2 separate regions of the Mus musculus genome follow, and region 2 is linked to region 1. Evidence: chromatin contacts called from public Hi-C data. All regions are on one chromosome and are shown on one strand. The core of a region is the stretch at or near the end of the contact, and the rest is flanking DNA. Distances in the headings are between cores, read along the strand shown.

Evidence for each region. Hi-C and Micro-C count contacts between places; a contact is called where the count stands out from the background.
Region 2: a contact with region 1 is called in a Hi-C map of the N1E-115 cell line, with 4 times the contacts expected there. The contact joins two enhancer-like sites. A contact is called at or near these places in 6 of 484 Hi-C or Micro-C datasets (the N1E-115 cell line, embryonic stem cells, muscle stem cells and 1 more) and 1 of 9 other capture datasets (pancreatic islet).

Annotation. Positions count from the first base shown.
Region 1 is chr11:35,556,295-35,561,895 of GRCm38.p6, forward strand. The region is part of intron 6 of Slit3 (slit guidance ligand 3); the gene reads left to right. Among named protein-coding and RNA genes, the nearest start is that of Gm39705, 15 kb to the left of the region's middle. Within about 2 kb of position 2,392, at least 5 of the 459 cell types and tissues checked have an H3K27ac peak or open chromatin away from gene starts, as enhancers often do. A contact at or near this core is called in the N1E-115 cell line, where this site is marked.
Region 2 is chr11:35,661,206-35,666,797 of GRCm38.p6, forward strand. It overlaps Slit3 (slit guidance ligand 3), which reads left to right. Exons shown (of 36, transcript NM_011412.3): 25 at 1-144; 26 at 2,857-2,981. The region is part of intron 2 of Gm46278 (a long non-coding RNA gene); the gene reads right to left. Among named protein-coding and RNA genes, the nearest start is that of Gm46278, 13 kb to the right of the region's middle. Within about 2 kb of position 2,601, at least 7 of the 459 cell types and tissues checked have an H3K27ac peak or open chromatin away from gene starts, as enhancers often do. A contact at or near this core is called in the N1E-115 cell line, where this site is marked.

The DNA.
Region 1 (5,601 bases), core at 1,142-3,641:
ACTTTAGAGTCGGGTACAAATATTGAGACAAAAACCCCAGCTGTTATTGCTTTGGCTGCTAATTTGAGGTGTCAGATGAGAGCCCGGCTGCTATACGTCAGTGAATAAGGCCCCTTGTGAGATCATTATGTTTTCTAACAGTTGAGAGTAATGGTCCAATCAGTGCGGCATCAGTTGCTTTCATTATATGCCCACACAATGGTTATGAGCTTTAATTTAAACGATCCACAGGGAGATCAGGGAACGTGGTATTCCGTAGCACCCAGGATAGCCGAGAGCAGGTAGTGGAGGTTCGGTGACTGCCTGTCATCCTTCTCCTGCCTCGTCTGACCGCAGAGCCCTACTTCTCAGTCCAGTAGGAGAAAGATTGGCTTAGGTTAAGGAGCTTTTGGTTCTGTGGTGTGTTTGTAAATGCCCATTCGGCTTAGACAACTACATGGGCCGTGATGACTTTTGGTAACATTTTCACCTATTGACCTGACCAAGCCTTTTCTTTAAAAGGCATTGGGTCACAATTATCTTCTCCTTCGTGTAGCCTCAATGGCTCCCCCACACTGCTGTAGCTCTTCCTCTTCATACAACAAGAGCAGGGCTGTTTTCTCTGAGCAGCCTCAGCAGTGAGCCTTGCCCCTGACATGTCAACCACAGTGAAGAGGGTCCAGCACAAAGCAATATAACCCACCTTCACCATGTAATACTGATAACTACAGACCCTGATGACATACCTGGCCGTGAACAGTCTCTACAGCATGGCAGTGTGTATACCGGGCACAGTTCCCGTGGGGTAACAAATGAGCATAAGGTTTGGATTACTGGGTGTTAGGAGAAAGAAATGAGATAGTGTGTGCACAGTGCCCAGGCCGTGCAGGCATGGTGTCAGCATCATTACTGCTATTGTGACTGTCTGTCATTATGGTCACCTTCACTGGCAAGTCTGGGCAGTCCTACCTCAAAGCACTATTCTCTCCGGACAGGTTGAGCTCAGCAGCAGAAATGAGGGAGATGGTGAGAGAACATTTAGCATTTGTTTGAGATTTTCTCAAAGGATTAACCACCATCTCTTCTTCCTTCCTGACTTCTAGAGTTGGCTAGAGCGTTAGAAACAGTACAGAGCTAGGAGAGACGGTGAATCCCGCCTCCCTATAAGAGAAACAGTAGAGAGAGCTTCATTCACAAAGGCTGACTGTTGAAGGGTGCCTGGGGTAGCCATAGTCGGGTACAGGCTTAGTTACAGGTGTCTATCTCAAGTTCAGTGGGCTCAGCGGGCATCAGCGTATACTCTCTGAGGACCAAGTCTGCAGAGACAAGCCACGAGCACGCTGCTAAGAGCTGAGTGAGCAAACACTCACTTCAAGATTCCACTCCTAAGATCTCAAGGAGTGTAAGGACTTGGTCAGCCGCCACAAGTTCTTCTTATTCCTGGTGCATGATGGTTGCCAGAAGAAAAACAGCCAATTTTGCTATAACATATGAGCCAGAGAAGAGAACCAGCCATTTAGGAAGAGCCCTAAAGACTTGAGTTTCATTCCCTTTGCCTTCCCTGAGCCAATCGAGACGGAGGGGAAGCCAGGGACTCCCTGTCCCTCCTCTTAAAGTTCATAGGCTGCCAGAACCTCTGCCGTGCTTCACAGTCCCCCTTGCCAGTAGTTTAGATGTTTCCCACAGGGTCTAGCCCCAGTATTTATACTCAGCAGGCTCCTCTGTATCCTATGAATTCAACAGAAGCACTGTTGGAGGTCATTCTAGCTTTCAGGCATGAGACACATCAGCCATGCTCAGGCTCACTTTAAATAAATGTGGCTGCTGTTGATTCACCAAGGTGACCATCGAGGAAGGAGCCACCTCACTTATCTGGGCTTAGGGAGAGAGAAGAATTCTGCTTGGAGGCAGAGAATGAATGGGCCAGTCTACCGAGCGAGTCCATCAGATCCTAGGAGTCTGGCTGTCTGGAGGGGGTGACTATCAGAGGGGTTCTCAGAACCCAGGAAAGTTGGCCCAGGGGGAGGCTGCATAGTTGCATTCACCACAGATGCCTGCTTTTGTAATTATGTGATACACTCGCACAATAGCTCACAGATAATATTGTTGCATTAGAGCCAATTACATGGTGTTATGGACACACAACATGCAGATTACACCCAGAGCCAAGAAAGCTCAGAGTGATAAAGCGATGGCCTAATGGGAGGAGACAGAGGGAAATGTCAGCCTTATTAAGGTTGCCAGGGTGGAGTGGATGTAGCTGGTCAGAGCTCCTTAGATCAAAGATGGCTATCTTGCTGACTCAAGAGAGAACTGCACATGGGCACCCAGCAGAGACCAATAAAGAGCTGGGGGCAGGGCAGGGGGAGGGCAGAAGCCACACCAGATGTCCCCAGTGGTGGTTACAGCCTCCTGTTCCTAATTGGGAAAGCACCATCCCTGCCATAAGATAGGTCTTCGGTTGTCCAGTATACTGACCTGCATACTTACCGGCAGGAGAGTCTGTTCTCAGCTCCCCTCTTTGTTCAGTGAGTGTGGATTGTGACGTTAGCCAGGTGTGGTGGCACACACCTATAATGACAGCTACTTGGGAGGCTGAGGCAGGAGCATTGCAAATTCAAGGGCAGCCTGGGCAACTTGTTGAGATCCTGTCTCAGAACTTAAACTAGAAACAAAAGTCTGGGGGAGGAAATCAGTAGTGTCGTGTTGTCTTGCATGCCTCAAACCCTGTGTTTTGAGCCCCAGGAGAACAAAAAGAAGTGGCTTGTGTAAGGAGCCTCTGGAGGAGTCGGTAATATGGACTGCGTGGCAGTCTGCCCCAAGATTTCTACTCAGACGATCTGAGTGGACCTAGACGCATGGCTAACATTCTTAGGTGATGTCACTGGTCCGTGCTCTGAGAATCACTTCCCACTTCAGTTCCTTATCTAGCCCAGTGTGGATACACCTTGTATCGGCCCTGGCCCCCACATAACACTACAAGCATTGAAGCTCTCAGGTCAGTCCAGGATGGGAGCATGGTGTGCTGGCTAGGAGTTTAACTCTCCGCCTTTGGATCTGTTAATTACCACCATTGGATTCCTAGAATTATTTGGGCCTTTTTTTGTTTCTCAGTTCTAATAATGCCTTTGACCTAATCCCCTAGTTTTCCTGAATAGCTCTGGCTTACTAGGACTTATTCCCTGGCAGACACAGGATCAGAATGGCAGAGCCTGATAGTAAATATTTTAGGCTTCACATAAAGCCTGAATGTCGCAGACAGCGCAAAACTAAACAAATGGAACTTTATTGACAAAAGCTTGCTTATGGGGTGGGATTTGGCCTGTTTCCAGCATCTGGAGCTAACTGCCATGAGCATTATGCCCTTGTGCATTCATTGTTATGGGTGAGCCCCTGTCTTGCCACAGTATCCCAACATTTGACTTAGAAACTGCAGGGCACCCGAATATTATATGTGCCTTATGGTAGAAATAGTGAACTCTCTAATCCTTTGTGGCTTGAAAAAAATAATTAATTGTATTATTTATATGTCTATGGATGTTTCAACTGCTATATATGTGTGTGTGTGTGTGTGTGTGTGTGTGTGTGTGTGTGTGTATGTATATGTATATGTATATGTATATGTATATGTATATGTATATGTATATGTATATGTATATGTATATAGAGAAAGAGAGATCAGGTTTCCTCAAACCAGAGTTACAAACAGTAGTGAACCGCCATGAAGATGCTGGGAGAGCAGCTGCCCCTGGAATAAAAGAATCTAATAGACCCTTTCTAATGCTCACAATCACAGGGTCCACAGGCAAGTGTGGCATTGGTCACTTTTATTAGACGGCTGTGCTCCAAGTATAACAGAGCCTAAGGGCCAATGGGCTGGCATTCAGACCTCAGCATTGAAGACAGCATTTATAGTGGAGTAAGGACCTAATAAGAGAGACATAGAAAGGGGTGAACTGTCACTTCAACCTTGTGAGGAGGAGAGATGTTTCCAATAGGCTTGAGGTTGCCGTGCCCTTTAGGAACCAAGTGTCCTTTGGAGTGGTTGAAAATGGGGGAGGCCCAGATATCCTGAAATTAACAGAATCCTATCTGGAAAAGATGGGCTGGTGGACTAGAGCGCTGACTGCTTTTCCGGAGGGTCCGAGTCTATTCCTAGTACCGAAACGGTAGCTTACAGCCATCTCTAATTCCAGTTCCAGGGGATCCAGTGCCGCCTTCTGCTCGCCACAGGCACCAGGCATTAAAGCAAAATACTCGTCCACATAGAAAAAAAATTAACAGGATAAATGTAACCCCAGATGTGAGCTTGAACCCTAAAGCAAAATGCTGACTTAATGGTATTTACTTAGAGAAGAAACCTCCAATCTTCTCTGGATAATTTGGAAGAAGAACGATTTCTCTGCATAGCTTCCAAAGAGCAAAGTGGCTGAAGGTGGACCCAGCGTGGCTTCTCAGGGGAATGGCGGTAAATACATGAGGATGACAAGGTCACTGTAGCACAGAGTCAACCAACTGTGGGGAAGTGGAGTGGGGCATTGGCAGGGGGAGCCTTTTGTTTTCTGCTGCTAAGGCTTGTAAAACATGAGGTGACAGGAGGGTGGGGCAGATTTCCTAGCTTTAGGTCCAGAGTAGATGTGAGGACAGATAAGGACTTTACCTCAGTGGCAAGCTTGCCGAAAAGCAAACGGCAGTGGCTGAGTCAGGAAAGAAAGAACAGCCAGTCCAGAATTCACCAACAGCTAGTGTGCTGCCCACGCAGGACCCTTAGCCTAACCCTAACCCTAACCCTAGCCTCTGACTGCTCGTCTCCAACGTGGGGCTACTCATCCTGACTTCAGAGTACTAGCTGTACCAAATGAGACTCTGTAAAGCCATGGTAGAAAGGTCTGACCAAAAGCCATAGTAACAGCAGTGACAATCACTGGATTTCAGTTCTGAGCCCCACCCCCTCCACCACCCCCGTACTAAGTGCTCTATTTACCTTATTTCAAGGGATTAGTGGTTGGCTACATAGCGGCCTCCCCATCCCAACATCCTCATCTCAGAACTCTGTGGGGGTCACACTCAATGGTCAAAGGGTGAAAATGAGACCAAAGTAAAGATCTTATGGGCAAAGAGATGACCCAAGGAAGGGCGTGTGGAATGTAGACTTCCCTTCAAGTTACAATATCGAGAAAACAAACTTCCACCCCAAAGACTCCCCAGAAAGTGCACTCTCCTGGACCCTCTTTAGAATTAGGGTCTCCAGACTGTAGGAGAATATATCCAAGCCTCCAGCGTCATGGTCATCTGTTACAGCAGCAGCAGGAAGCCTTACACACATATCCCTGCGATCACACTTGCTTGGATTTAAGTCAATAGAGGAACTGGTGTGACTTCTAGGCATATTCTCAACTTCCCATGAGTGCAAGGCCCACACTTTACCTTTCCACCCTTCAGTGAGAGGGACCGAAGGGTAAGATCCAGAGCCACAGCCTAGAGCCTACCTCTGTATAAGAGGCTCATGCTCTGTGAGATCATTATTACTCCTGGTTGCAAAGGAGAAAAGTAATGAGATCCTGAAAGTTATCCACAGTGGCGTAGGCTATAAACGGCAGAGCCAGACTCTAACGAGGGCTC
Region 2 (5,592 bases), core at 1,351-3,850, 110 kb after region 1:
TCCACTGTGACTGCAGTCTGCGTTGGTTATCAGAGTGGGTAAAGGCTGGATACAAGGAGCCTGGCATTGCCAGATGCAGCAGCCCCGAGTCCATGGCAGACAGACTCCTGCTCACCACCCCCACTCACCGGTTCCAGTGCAAAGGTAGGTGTTGCCTGCCTTCACATCTAAGCACATGTGGCTTGCAAAAAGCACAGCTTATCTCATGCATATAACATAGATATACTGTATATTTTATCTCTACTTATGATGCGCTGTAAATGCCATATACAAAGTTGTTATATTGTGTTGTTTAGGGACTAATGACCAGTACATGATTAATAAGGGTACAGTTTTGTTCCAGATATTTATGGTCTGTGGTTGGCTGAATATTCAGATGTGGAATCTGCTTGTGAGAGATCCATGAATATAGAGGGCTGACTGTACTTGCTGGCTCCTTCTCCATATGTTGTCTATAGATGAGAACATCTCTAGCCTACTTTCCTAACCCAGGAATATTAGCATTCACATTGTACTGCCTCAAGATTCTTATATACATGACTTTTAATAATTTTTACATAATTTTTAATAATTTTCTCTCTCTCTTGTGTTCATATGTGCAAACACATACCCAGTACAGTGTATATATGGAGGTCAGGAGACGACTTGTGGGAAATAGTTTTGTCCTTCCACCATGTGGACTCCAGGAACTGAACTCAGGTCCTCAGTCTTTGTAGACCTTTACCCACTGAGCCACCTTGTCACTGTACATATTATTTTTACTGGCTCATTATAACTATCCACTCCTAAGTGTTTATATGACAGGGTCTATGTTAGATGTGTTTTTATTCATCGTTTTATTTAACATATTAACATATTACTTATTTAACATATTAACATATTATTTAATTTTTTGTGTCAGATTAACTCTCCAACATTTTTATGGGTAGATGTCTATAATGCCCTCCTGTTAAATATTTAGAGCAGCTAAGCCTTAAAGAGGTTGAACAGTCTCTCCTCACTTGGGTTGAGGGTCAAACCCAGAACCTTGCTCTCCCACTGAGCCACATCTGTATCCCAAACTAATTCATAAGAACACAACAATAGGACCCCGACTCTCCCTACCTCTAGAACATGAGCTTCTGACCCTCACAGCCCTGCTGTCTTCCATCACAGCCTACTTAACTATTTCTTGGGTGAAAAATCTCCAGTGTTTCCATTTTCCCTCTTACAGTGAATGCATGAAGATGTTTCTCTGTTTAACATTGTATCCTTAGATAAGAGTCAGAGTCTCCAATGATACCCTATAAATACGTTGTCTTCAAACAGTTTGCAGAATCGATTTCTAAAATGGCTGGTAATGGGCTCCGGCTCTCATCGGTGCCCCCTGAGTGTCTTTTTCTTAGAGAACCAGGTTCCTTTGTCTTACTTTATAGGCAGAGTATCACCTCTATTTTATCTGCCCTTAATTTTGAAGCATCCTGAATGTAATTTCAGAATCTATCTTGAATCTGCATTGAGCATTCGTCTGTTAGTGCCCTTTGCTCATCTCTGAGAATCTCAATGTTCAGTTTTTATTTTCCCTTTCAAACTGCGCAGAGTGTCCCATGTGGCTGCTGAAAGCAGAAAACATTCCATTGATTTAAAGCTAATTTTAACTTTCTACTTCCTGCTTCTGAGACATCTGATCTGATACTAGAGGGACTCAAATAGCCCTGAAATAGTGGTGCTCAATCTCGACAGGAATCACCTGCAGAAGTTTAAAAATCCCTACTCAAGGGCAGGGGTTGAAACTGGGTAGAACTGCCTCACATATAAAGTTGGCTTGGATTCGCAGTGCTTGAAAAATAACATTGGTTCTGGGTCCAGCAATCTCTGGATCTAGAGTTACAGTCTAGGCATAGGATTTAGACTGGTTCTGACTTGTCCTTGTGTGTCAAGAGAAATCTCTGTGTCCCAGGAACCCCTCAGTCAGAGGCAAGCACGGGCAGGTGGTTGCTCTCATTCTGATGTGAGCCCAAGTTGGACCTATTGGTTTCAGAGCTCCCTGGGGCCAATCTGTTCATCTACCTACAAACGGTCATTCATCAGAGTGACTCTCAACCCATCTACAGGTTGAAGACTGTTAGCTCCAAGCTAGTTAAAGTTCTGATATTAAATAGAGCATATATATATATATATATATATATATATATATATATATGTGTGTGTGTGTGTGTGTGTGTGTGTGTGTGTGTGTGTGTGTGTGTGTGTGTGTGTATGCTTTATATGTCTCCATAACTCATGCTCAAAGCTATCTACAGCAGTAGACATAATCCCTTTATGCAAATCTCTATGTGGGGACCATGACCTTACCAAAAAAAAAAAAAAGATGCAGTTATCATTTCCATGGATGACAAACGCAAAGAGCTCCCATCAGCATCTTTCTGTATGACATCATCACCCCTAAGGTCTTGAAGAAAGGCCCTTCCATGTGTGTGCCTTGGCATCCCTCCTTGGCTATTCTATGGGAAATGGCTTGGCAGGGGCAAAGGAGGAGAAGGTCGACACAGAGCCTGTGCTGCGAACTTCCTGGAATAGAAGATACGCAGGAGGGTTCTAATTATGGTGCACTGTTTGCAGATTAGCACCCAAATCGGATCAGGCTAATTACAGTAATTGATTTGACTGCAGAGTGCTTCTGTATGATGTCCCGCTGTGATTCTTACTCACTGGACAGTCGTTGAATTAATGGGACTCTCTCCAGAAGGATGTACAGCCTCAAGAGAGCCAGCGGCCCTCTGGGCCCAGACATGGGAGGGAGCCGGAGCAGAGGGGAAGTGAGGGGAGGTGCCCTGCTCAGAGAGCTGCCACCCACTCTCTGGTTTTGTTACTCAGGGCCAGTGGACATTAACATCGTGGCCAAGTGCAACGCCTGCCTCTCTAGCCCGTGCAAGAACAACGGCACTTGCAGTCAGGATCCCGTGGAGCAGTACCGCTGCACCTGCCCCTACAGCTACAAGGTAAGGTGGGAGGCTCCGCCCACCACTCGTGCCCAGGCTCTTCCATTGTCCTGGCTGCAGGGAGAGGCCCTGTGCAGCTGATGCTGTGTAATGTAGCCTGGATAACTACAATTCACTGTGACCTACCCCTGCCAAGTGACATTTGCCAACAACATCCCTAGTCTCCTCCATATTGCCTACCAGGCAGGGCCTATGGAATCTTAACAGGGATGCTGAGATAGAAATGCTACCTGTGTGGGGGTTTGTTTGTTTGTTTGTTTTGTTTTGTTTGTGAGTCACAGGGAGATTACAAACCAGGCAATTACAAAATGCTCTCTGGGAAAAGTCAGCCCTTGAACCCAGTATCCTGGCTGCTATTTCAGAGAATAAGGGGATTAGGGACTCAAAGACTCAATGATCTGGGGCTTCCAAGGCCACCCACATAGTTGGCAAACCCAACAGAAAGATGGAGACTACCAGGTTCTCCCATCCATTCTATCAGAAATCCAGGCTACTTCCAAGACAACCTTTACCCCCCCCCCCGCCCCCGCACAATCCACAAGTGTTACACTGTCCCCCTGCAGACTGAGTCAGGCTCTATGCTTGGTGTCTGGCTCACTCTTTCTCCTAGCAAACCTATGAAGAAGGCCTCTTTTATAAGACTAGAAACCAGGCTTCCATAGATTTGAGACTAAAACTCAAGGCTATTGCTATACAGGCCAAATGCCAACGTCCTTTACCCTGAAGAGGTTCCCAGATAGCCAGTGACTCACTGGGGTCCACAAGGTGCGACTCAATGCTTATCCATGGGATCTGAATGCTCTGGACAAGCCAAGAGTCCAGGGTATCCCGTAGCCCATCTTGTGCACCACATGCACAGGCTGAGTGTCAGGGATACAGCATCTGCATCCGTCCTCAGGGACTGGGCTTGGACAGTGACAGGCTTGAAAGGCAGTTTCCAGGGGACAGCTACCTGGTGGCTTTCTGCGCTTCTGTCTGGCTGTTAGCAGATGGTGTCAGAGTGCCACCTATGGGCCTGGAACAAGAAAGCCCAAGGACTCCTTTTTAAACCATCTGTCCCTAAGCCTTAAGTGTAGCCTAGAGTCCAAGCACAGAGATTGCTCAACTGCAGATCCAGTGAGCCCTGTGCATATGTGTTCAGTGGAGGGGAAGGAGTCTCAGGCTCTGGAATTACAGAGACGCATGTGTGGATTGCAGCGTTGTCCATGACCAGTGACTTCACCTCAGCCTTCTCATCCCCGACACCAGGACACATCCCACAGGTTGGGAGAAATTGATGTGTGGTCAGTGATGTGTGCAGTATACCTAGGAGAGGACCCACTGTATGGGAAGTACGTGATAAGCTGACACATCCCCATCTTTACCTTCCCTCTTGCAAGCTGCTCCATCCCTCATACTGGAGAGTGAGATTAGCCTATGGTACACTGCTGCTTTTTATTTGGAACTCGGTTCACAAGTGTCAAGGATTTTCATATATGTTGCTACACTGCCTTGGGAAACCAGAGTTGTCTAAGGATGCCATTGCTGTTGGTCTTCTGCAAGGCTTGAATGAAGTAATTGGACTGTATTATCTCAGCATGCTTAATCATCCAGAGACATCAGTCTTTATCCTCATTTGAAAGGTCAACTAAGATTTGTAAATGCTAGGGCTTACCCACGCTCTACCACTTACAAAGCACCGAACCTTAGCACAAAGCTAAAAACAGAACCCAGCCTGGTCTACCCTAGTGACTGGCTCTCCCTAAACCTTGCCCTTCCACCTGTAAAAGGAAACTCTCGAGCCCTCCAGCCTAGCTGTAACAAGGCTAAAAACGCATCGCATGTGCCCTTCGCCTACCCCAGTGCCAGGGTCAGCAAACATGCCACGTGGCTAACAATCTTGCCACTATTCTGGAATTTTAAAAAAATAAAATATACCTGATTTTTTTTCTCTACCACTGGGCTTCACGCACATGTTCAGTGCCTCCAAGAAGGACTTCCCAAGCCTGTATGCACCCAGGAATCTTATTAAGATGTCGGCTCTGATTTCTGAGAGCTGGGGTCAGGCCTGAGATGGTGTATATAACAAGCTCCCAGGGGCTGCCCAGGCTACTAGTCCAAGGACCACACTTTGAATAACAAGGTCCCTGAGTGGCCCCACACCCCATCTGACGACGCAGAGATTCCAGTGAGGGAGCTGCTCCTAGGCTCGTTTAAAGGAAGCCACTAGCCCAGATTCTGTCAGAGAGGGGACATAGGGTGGGATGGAGAACAGAGGGAAGAGGACAAAAGAACATCCCGGTTCGAGTAGATTTGAACAAAATGCAGCAGAAGAGAATTGAATTGGGCTAATTAGACACACGTTGGAAATGGTGATTGCTTTTCACGGATGTGTAAGTGACAGAAATCGTCATCCGAAGTCCCAATTACCATGTTTTCAAGCAGTGGAAATACCTCCTAGATCTCTGGGCTCAGCCGGAAGGTCTAAATGAGATCCTACATACCACACCACCCTTGGTATAGGGATGGGAATGGGGATTCTGCCTAAGCCAAGTGTTACTTTGCAAGAACATCAGAGTATACAGGCCAGGGCTGGCGGGGGTGGGGTGGGGGTCCCATTGGATCCTTTTTG